Linked DNA regions of Anas platyrhynchos: regions 2 and 3 are each linked to region 1. Evidence: chromatin contacts called from public Hi-C data. All regions are on one chromosome and are shown on one strand. Each heading gives the region's core, a stretch centred on a gene start, on an enhancer-like site or on the middle of the called end of the contact. The rest is flanking DNA. Distances are from core to core; before and after follow the strand shown. Region 1 holds the start of ZFP36L2 (ZFP36 ring finger protein like 2). Region 2 has its middle 300 kb from the start of TRNAM-CAU. Region 3 has its middle 230 kb from the start of TRNAM-CAU.

The links. Hi-C and Micro-C count contacts between places; a contact is called where the count stands out from the background.
Region 2: a Hi-C map of small yellow follicle shows a contact between it and region 1, with 4 times the contacts expected there. The contact joins the enhancer-like site here to the promoter of ZFP36L2 in region 1. A contact is called at or near these places in 4 of 8 Hi-C or Micro-C datasets (F5 follicle, liver, small yellow follicle and 1 more).
Region 3: a contact with region 1 is called in a Hi-C map of subcutaneous adipose tissue, with 5 times the contacts expected there. The contact joins the enhancer-like site here to the promoter of ZFP36L2 in region 1. A contact is called at or near these places in 2 of 8 Hi-C or Micro-C datasets (liver and subcutaneous adipose tissue).

What each region holds. Positions count from the first base shown.
Region 1 is chr3:41,028,472-41,031,679 of IASCAAS_PekinDuck_T2T, reverse strand. ZFP36L2 (ZFP36 ring finger protein like 2) reads right to left here and starts at 1,363. Exons shown (of 2, transcript XM_027454118.3): 1 at 1,313-1,363; 2 at 1-1,075. The coding sequence starts at 1,363. THADA (THADA armadillo repeat containing) reads right to left here. Exons shown (of 39, transcript XM_027454105.3): 39 at 3,119-3,208.
Region 2 is chr3:41,547,707-41,550,708 of IASCAAS_PekinDuck_T2T, reverse strand. No RefSeq gene overlaps it. Among named protein-coding and RNA genes, the nearest start is that of TRNAM-CAU, 300 kb to the left of the region's middle. Within about 2 kb of position 1,683, at least 2 of the 8 cell types and tissues checked have an H3K27ac peak or open chromatin away from gene starts, as enhancers often do. A contact at or near this core is called in small yellow follicle and subcutaneous adipose tissue, where this site is marked.
Region 3 is chr3:41,616,065-41,619,062 of IASCAAS_PekinDuck_T2T, reverse strand. No RefSeq gene overlaps it. Among named protein-coding and RNA genes, the nearest start is that of TRNAM-CAU, 230 kb to the left of the region's middle. Within about 2 kb of position 1,277, at least 2 of the 8 cell types and tissues checked have an H3K27ac peak or open chromatin away from gene starts, as enhancers often do. A contact at or near this core is called in subcutaneous adipose tissue, where this site is marked.

The DNA of each region.
Region 1 (3,208 bases), core at 114-2,613:
AGGCGTTGTTGGCGCAGGGCGGCGAGAGCAGCTCCTCGCAGTACGACGAGGCCGAGGCGGGCGGCGGCGGCGTGCGCGACCCGCCGGGGCTCTCCAGCAGCGCGGCGTCCAGGCGGCCGCCGGGGGGCGGCGGGGGCGGCGGGGCGGCGGCGTGCGGGTGGTGGTGGTGGTGGTGGTGGGCGGAGAAGCCGGAGAAGCTCAGGCTGTGGTGCAGCTTGGGCCGCTCGCTGCCCCCGCCGCCGCCGCCGCCGCGGGGGTGCCCGAAGCCGCCGCCGCCGCCTCCTCCTCCTCCTCCCAGGGGGTGGTCGCGGGGGGCGAAGGCGCGGAGGTCGCCGGTGCTGCCGGCGGGGTGCGGGGCGTGCTGGTGGTGGTGGTGGTGGTGGTGCGGGGGGGCGGCCGAGGCGGGGGGAGCGGCGGCCGTGCCCCCGCCGGGCGCCGGGCGGCGCTCGTCGGCGTTGTGGATGAAGTGGCAGCGGGGGCCGTAGGGGCAGAAGCCGATGGTGTGGAAGGTGCGGCACAGCTCGGTCTTGTACTTGGGGTGGCGGGTGAGGCTGCGCAGCTCGTGGAAGCCGTGCGCGAACTGGCACTTCTCGCCGTACTTGCAGGCGCCGCTCTCCTCGAAGGGGCGGCACAGCTCCGTCTTGTAGCGCGTCGAGTTGATGGGCGCCCCCCCGCCGCCGCCCGAGCCGCCCCCCTTCTGCTGCTGCTGCTGCTGCTGCTGGAGCTGCTGCATGAGGTGCTGGCTGCGCTCGCCGTTCTCGCTGAAGGAGCGGTCCCGGAACTTGTTCTCCTTGTTGAGCAGGGCCGTGGGGCTGCTGCTGCCGCCGCCTCCGCCGCCGGAGCCCGTCTCCTTCAGGCTGCCGAACGAGGAGGAGGAAGAGGAGGAGGAGGAGGAGGAGGACGAGCTGGAGCCGGTGGGGCTGGGGAACTTGGAGCCGCCGGCCAGGGCCGGCAGGTTGCTGGTCGAGTGCCGCCGCAGGAAGCCCGGCGCGAAGCTGGAGCTGGGGGGGGTGACCGGGGTCCCCACGGCCTTCTTGTCCAGCATGCTGCTCAGGTTGCTCAGGGACTTCTCCGTCTGCGAGCGGGGTGGGAGAAGGGGGGGACGAGGAGCGGGAGAAGAGGAGGAGGAGGAGGAGAGAGCGGAGAGAGGCGGGTTGGCTCGCAGCGCGACCGCCAGCCCGCGCCGCCCTGGGCACGGCCCCGCAGCCGCGGCGGGGCAGGGACAGGGACAGGGACGGGAACGGGGCTGGGGGCACGGAGCAGCCCCGCGCCCCCCGGGCAGCCTCCCCCCTTGTCCCGGCCCGGCCCTTACCTTGCACAAGAAGTCGATGTCGTAGAAGGCCGATAACAGCGTCGTAGACATCGCTAGATCCTGTAATGGTCGGACACGCAGCAAGGACCGAAAGAGCCCGCTCCCCTCGGAGGGTTTGCAAAAGCCACGACTGGGCGGGAGGCGGCGGCGGCGGCGGCCGGGGCGGGGTGGGTGTGGGGTGCGGGTGTGGGGGGGGTGCCGGCCGCTCACGGGTCCGAAACGCTCCCGACTCCTTCCCGGCGGGGCGGCGGGAGCCGGGCCGGGGCGGCGGCGGCGGCTGCAGGGCAGCGGGCGACCGGCGGGAGCTCGGCGGGGCCCCGCGCCGCCCCCATATAAACGCCGCCGCCGAGGCACGGGGGGGAGGTGCCGGGGCCCAGCGCCCCGCCCGCCGCCCGCCCCGCCCCGCCCCGCCGCTGGCCGCCATTTCGGGTCGGCGCGGAGCCGCCTCCACCTCCTCCTCCTCCTCCTCCTCCTCCTCCTCCTCCTCCTCCTCCTCAGCCGCTTGTGCCACGTAATGGGCCCGAGACAAAAGCCCGGGGCCGCCCCGGGGCCGGGCGGGCTCGCTCCCGGCTGCCCGCAGCGCGCTGCTGCTCGCCCCCCCCCCCCCCTCCCCGTCCCGGCCGTGCCCGGCGCTGTGCCGCCCCCTGCCGCCCCCGGCCCGCCGCTGAGGGAAGTTGGCCCGGGAGGAGCCGCACGCCCCGAGGCTCACAGAGTTGCTCGGTTTTATGCGCAGCGTGGACCTGCTGCTGCGCTGCTCTGTCTGCAGCTGCCCAGCGCTCAGTGTAAATGCCCACACGCACTTCCCCTTCCCAGCAAAACACCAAAAAGCCAGGGCCAGCAGGCAGCCGTCCCCTCGCTGCTGAAACAGCCGAGGGCACAGAGCCCAGCCGGCCTTTCGGCAGAGTTCCCCCTTCTGCCAGCCTTGCTGCTGCACCAGTCCCACAAGCTGGGAGCTGCGCTAGCGGGCAGCTGTAGTCAGGAGCCGCACGACTGCTTGACCCTTAAAAGCGGCTTCCAGACGTAACCTGGGCTACTCTTTGCCCAGGAGCTGAAAGCAGATGCCAACGAATTAATTTCCAGGCCAGCTCCCAGCGTGGCTTTATTGCGTTAGATAACACGCACCCTGTGCAACAAGCTGCCATCTCCGATTCTAACCTTCTCCTGCTGCTGCTGTGTGAAGTCTCACGTTGCACTGTGAATTACTTACATAAGTAATCTCGAATCCTGGAAGCCTACAGCGAGTACTTCCACTTCAGACATGAGTTTTTGCCTAGAGTGAGTTAGCCCGGTGCAGTTTACACACGTTCATTAGGCTTAATTTGACAGTTTATCTTGTTTTACAGCAGATTCCTCCCCAAACTCACGCCGTCGCAAGGAGTCGGCGACATGAGTTAGGTGCCACAGGCAGACCAGGACGGTCGCTCTTCATGAAGAGCCCGGCCAGGAGCTGACACAGGGTCTCGGGCTGCAGCCCAGTGAGCGCTGCTCGCTGCAGGGCTGCGTTGCGTTGCGCTGTGTTGCATTGCCACCTCCCGGAGACCGGCAGCACGGCAGAGCCTGCAGCCCTCCCGACCACTGCACGCTCACCGCATCGTCACCCGGACGCGCAGCTAGGCTGTGCTAATGTACAGCTACGAGCTGCGAGGCCGAAAGTGAGCAATGGTGTACTGCACATCACTCTGTAACTCTTCCAAGGAGACCGCAGTATCTATATATATCGACTTGCAGCTTTGTTTTGGCTATGTCCAGCTATGGCCGGACCAAATATAAAATCATAGCCCTCGACTGAAAGAACATAACAAAGCCTTTTTAAAATAAGTATTTATTTTTGACGTCTGATTTTCACATCACAGCCAAATCCAAATTCCCAGAAAAATAAATCCACAAAGTGCAACA
Region 2 (3,002 bases), core at 434-2,933, 520 kb before region 1:
TATTAAAAACCAATATTTTTGTGCTTTTGTAGAACCTGCTGCCTGTTTTCCCTGAACGAGAAGGGTGGTGTCAAGGGGAGGCCAGAATTTGTCTCTGGGGACTTGGATGCTGTTTCTGCTTGAGGACCTCTCTGCCAGGGGACAAGTATTTTACTCAGCCTTGTACCTCAGTCACTGCCTGTGAGATGAAGGTATTGCTTTTCAGTTTCACATATGTTCTGTGGATAAAAGGCATTTGTACGGGTTAAAGTTTCGTAATAAATATTAGCAGGATTTCACTTCTCTTGCCTGCTTCAGCATGTTAAAATCTTAGAAATATGCATTAATTCTTTCAGAGGAAAGATAGTACTGGAAGTCTCTGAGTTATGATTGTTGTGAAACTTGCTCATGATAACTGAAAGTGCCTCATGAGGGCTATTTAGCAGAGCTGGGAAACTTCTGAAGTTTGAAAAACTCGTTCCCATGTGCGACAGTTCGGCTCTTCCTCAGACAGCAGGGCTTTTTGCAACAGTGACACTAAACATCACCTTCCTCCTCCTCCCCTGCAGACGCTGCCGGTGCCTTCAGCCTTACGATGTGAAAAGCAATGCTGGCCACTGAGGCAATCTCATTTTATCAATAAAAGTAGGGTGAGAGGCCATGTTAGGATATAACAAACCTGACCTTTTCTGTTCATGGGTACCAGGCTGCTCAAGCTAGCCACAGATATTTTAGCTGGTATTTTGTCTAGGCCAAGCTGTTCTTGAGAAGTAAAGCTTGTTTATGAAACCTCCACTAAAAGCAGGTGTTGCAGACATCCCATTAGTAACCTTTGACTTACCTTCCCCTTTGAAACTTTTCATCCCAAAGGACCGACATTTCAAAGCTTTTTTTTTTTTTTTTTTTTTTTGTCCCTCCAAGTTTGCATATTGTAAACATTTTTCTTCTCTGGTCTGATGGAACACAGCCAAAAATCTGCACAATGGGGGAACTAGATGTTAATGAGCAGAGATTGTGGGAAAATGTGTACGGGGCTGCCCTGCCTGACCTGCATGATAATGCTACATTTAGCACATTCTTTTCCATTGGTGTAGCAGGCCTTGAAATGGTAGCAAACAACACATATTGTGAAGGTTTGTTTTAAAGAAAACTGCTTTCCTAGGAGAGTGGAAATAACAAATTATTTATTGTATACAGTTGGCAGACTGACAGCTGGCCCTGGAAATATTTATGTACAAACAGTGGTGTGAAATTATATTTTTCAAGTTTTCAGTAAAATTGCTATACATGAAAGTTTAAATGATGATAATATTACGTACAGACTCATATTTAATTGAGGAAGTTTATAATGTCTATAGTATTAGGGACTGATGAAGGAAAAAAAATCGCTATTGGGTCTGTTAGGACAAAACATTCTAGCACTTTGGCATCTTCTACATAGATTTTTTACTCTGGCTGTGCTCATAGCCCCTATTTAATATGTTTATGTCAGTGGAGTTTTGTTTGTACAAAATGCTCCTGAAAAATTAATTTTGGCTCCTCTGAGCCAAGTTTCATTTAATCATAAAACAAAATTTATGTCTCGGCCATATGAAAATCATTAAGGGCAAAAGGATTCTGAGAACATAAACAACACCATGTGACTTAGACACCCAATTGCACAGCTTGAACCTATCAAGCAGTGAACATATTAAAATACTAAAGAGAACACTTACAGTCAGCATTTGGAGTGCAATGAGTGGGGAGAAATTTGTTTGCACAAAACTTCTGACTAACAAAGAGGAGTACTGAAGGAATTCATAACAAAAGACTGACTGTAGATAATTTCTGAGTAGAGAAAGGGATTAAATCCATTAAACAAGCTATTTCTTGCAAACTTTTTACCCAGCTATTTTTTTAATTATACTTTTATAAGCCCAACTCTTCTCTTTCAGTTAAGGAAACAGTAATTCATGTAGTAAAAACTGCATACAAATGTGAACTGTTTACAAATGACATTCCAAATCCCCATCGGGAAATGCTTATTTCTTCATAGTCAAAGATTCCTAAAGAGCTTTTATATGGGGAAAGAGACTTCCCTCATTACCTTAAAAACAACACTCTTATCTCCACAGTGGAGTGGATATGGGCTCTGAGCCATATTTTGCAAAGGACAAAGCAAATTCTTTAGTGGAACATCTGCTAGATAAGAACAGCATTCCTTAGAATAGGTTTTCTGATGAAAGAGATGTCAAAGCCTTGATTCCAAAAGTACTTATATCCTAAAACAACTGCTGTCTGTGCTAGTTCTGTTAGGTGCTTTCAGGAACAATTTCAAACCCCAGGTAACAACAAAAGGACAAAGATGGTTAATCCTATACTTTAAGGCTACTCAAGTCTGCTTACATTATTCATATTAAAAGAAAATAATAAAAGCATTGATTCGATTTTCAGGGATCTTTATATATCTGTGAGATATGTGATCAGCTGACAGACCCTCTGCCAATTATCAGATGGATTTATTTTCTCCACAAATTGCATCTTTGCCATGAGCAGCCTGTGACTTTAGCCCCTGTGCTCTTAGAGTTTCTCAGCTCTGAAGTCTGACAACTATTCTGAATGTCCTGAAGTCTATGCAATAGGTATGTATATAAATATATATTCACACTGTCATAACACCAGGAGATCCACCTGGATTTCAGGAGAGTACTTGGATGGCCTTACTGTTTGTTCTGGGGAAATCTTAAAAATCTTAACCATCCTGGTGGATATCTCTTACTAAGCTGGGTACTTTTAGTTCCTATATTTTTGGTCTCCTCCTTTCACATCTGTTGCTTAAGTTCCAGGTTTCTGACATCCCTTACTGCTTGGTATAGTGACTACACAACATCTCTGAATTGTCAAATATTTCTGGATAATGATTTATCTTTGAGACACTTTCATGGCAAGCACCAGCTTGTTTACCTAGTCTAGGGAAGCACCATGCTCTTTCTTAGTTAAACTTTGGCTTGTCTGCCGTTTTCTTGGAGCAGTACTTTTGTCAT
Region 3 (2,998 bases), core at 28-2,527, 590 kb before region 1:
CACATCCATCTGAGGTAGAAACTGAGGAAAAGGAGACATAAAAATGTGTAGGCCATTACTTGTACTATCTGGTTACTGAAGTGAAATTATGCTTGTGGTATATGGAGTAAATGATTCAAGCACCTAAAATGGTTCAGAGGGGTAGATTTATTTTTCTGTTGTAGGTAGCATCGAGAGAAGCCCTTGGTGGCAGTTGCTTTAGAGGAATAAACTGGAGAAGCTCAGAATATACTTGACTGGAGTAGTATATGTCTTTTCATGTCATATTTACTGCACTTTGAGACCGTAAAAAAGAATCAGTTCCTCTGCTGATGTCAGTTCTGCACCATGTCTATACCTAAACAGTACATTGTAGCTTTAAGCACACCCATTCTGGCACACTTCATAACTCCAAAATTCTTTGAGATGCAGTTTTTGTGTTGCTGGTTCCTTTCACGCAGACGATATTGCCAATTGTAGCTGTGGGCCTTTCAACACAGGAAGAAGAGATGGGTTTCCTATTGGGCTCCTGTCTGTGGAGCTCCTTAGTGGCTTGCAGGTTTCATCAGCCAGGAACTTAGCCTCTCTTCCAGGGAGCTGGTGGCTGTTTTAGTCTTTCCCTTGCTGATTTAAAGGTGCATTGAATTCCTGGTTCTGAGTGGTGAGGAATATAAATATTTAAGTCCCCGAAATATGACATTTTACTAGACCTAAATGTTACTTTTAGGTAATCTTTATAACACCCACTAACATCTTGTTTGTTTTTTAAAGTCTTGCTGCAGTAATGTTTTCCTTTGGAAAAAGTACTTGTATGGGAGAAACTTTTTTTTCCCTGGCTTAGCAAATTACTGAGAGAAGTCTTTACACCCAAGAAAACAATTAAACTTTTTTTTTTTTTCCTCAGCAGAAAGGCTGTCTTCTAACATTAAGGAAAAAAAAAAAAATACAGCTTCTAGAAGGAGGCTGGGTTAAATTTAATTTCCAGTGTCTTCCTGTGAGTTTTAAACTCTTTTCCTTGGAAGAGCTTTTTGCTGGTTGCTCGCTGAGGGGAGCAGAATCATGAGCGTGCTGCGGTGACAGGAGGAGATCTGACCATCTCCTCCCGGCGCTGCAGTGCGGGACGCTTGGGGAAGTCTGGGGACAGGCGGTCAGGGCAGTGGGACCATCAGCATCAGCCTCCCGGAGCACACCGGTGTCTTATCTAGCCAGAAAGCCGTGCGGCTTTGGACTTGAGCAAACGCTAGCAGCCCTTGGTGTGCGCCTCCGTTTTCAGAGCCTGCGACTGAATCCTTGGCAGGAAGGTGGCGCTGGCACTCTGAGATTGGGATTTCTTGCAGCTGGTGACTTCAGAGCCACAGGCGTACCTTTTAAACAATCTCTACAGGCTGCATCAAGTGGAAAAACAACTTCCCCGCAGCTGTTTTACGTTGTGATTTTTGTCGTTGTTGTTCCTATTTTTATTTTTTTTTTAAATGCCTGACACTTAAATCCTGCTCCCTTACAAATAAGATCCCCTCTTTTCCTGTGAAATAAATGCCGCCTCAACTAGTTCACGTCTTACACCACCTTCATTGTATCCCAGCACCAACTAGCTCTAGGAAGCTTTTGGTTACAATGAGCTGCTTTGTATGGAGTGTGTGTGGCTTTGGTGGTGACCTCGGTGAGCAGGGGTTGGTTTTGGTACGGTGGAGGCTGTGGGGGGGGGATGACCCCCATGTGGGTGTCAGCATGGGTTTTTGTACTTCTGCTGACTTTAGAACTCAGGGTGTGACTCCAAACTGCACTCTGTTCCCAAACCTACTTTTTTTTTTGTTTGTTTTCCTCCTGCCTTTTATATGTTTATGTTGAATTCCATGTTCTAGGCACACAACTTTATCTAGGTAATGTGCCCCCTTTTTCTCTACACTGCTTATGAAGTTTTAGCATTAGTGAATTGAGCTCACTTTAACCTTGAACTTCAAGACATAAAATTAATTGTCCATTTCTTCCCAGCCTGCCCACTCCTTTAATTTTGGTATATAACCAATCATTTCGGTGAGTACTGGCAATACACATTGCAGGGCAAATGATGGTAGTTATTTTCAGTTTACTTTAGGTGTGTGTGTGCATGGTGCACTCAAATAAATAAGATACATGCTCTCACATGCAAGGAGCTTGAGTGTGTTAAGTATTTACACTTAGACTATTGCTTGCATACTATTCTACATGTATTTAAAGCTTTCATGTACCTTGAATGAAGTACAAGATACAAAAGGATTAAAGTCTGTATTGTCACCAACCATGCAAATAACCCATGTGTACACATGTGTATTTTTTTCTAGACCACTTTTAAAAACTTAACTACAGTATTAAACATGCAAGTTTTTTAAAAAATCTTATTTCATGAAGGTAGTCATTTAATAACAAAACACTGTGTTATTCACAAATTTTCTTGTGCTACATAATCTATTCTAATTGCTTAATCTCCAAGGAGTTCTATTGGCATTTATTTAACACCAGTTGCAAGTGTAAATGTTCTTAATTTCCAGTATGTGAAAGTTGCAATGAACGCATGTAACGGAGGATGTCAAATTGACACTTCATGCAATGATGTAGTTAAGGCAGCATTAAGTTACTTTTAAATAGGATTAATTTATTAAAGTTCAAAGCTCCTCAGAGCATAGGAACAAGTATGTGATGGCTTGTTATTGTTTGAAAGTAACTTGTGGAGGGGAGTCACTCCAAAATTTCTGTGATATAACTTTACATTACAGTAAATGATGAACTTAAAGACTTAAAACGTTAAGCAGGGCAAACAATTCAGTACAAGGCAGAGAACTTGGCTTGGCAACCATTGCACAAAGCCTGCTTGGGCTGTTAATTAGCACTTGCATTGTAATAGAGCCATGCAGTCCCAGACACTGTACAGAGCAGGTGTGGGGGGCTTCTCTAGAGCTTCTACATCTTCAGCATATGAGATGTGGGAACAAATTGGTCTTGGAGGGCACAGGACATCAATAAAGGTCTCAGAAGAGGTGAG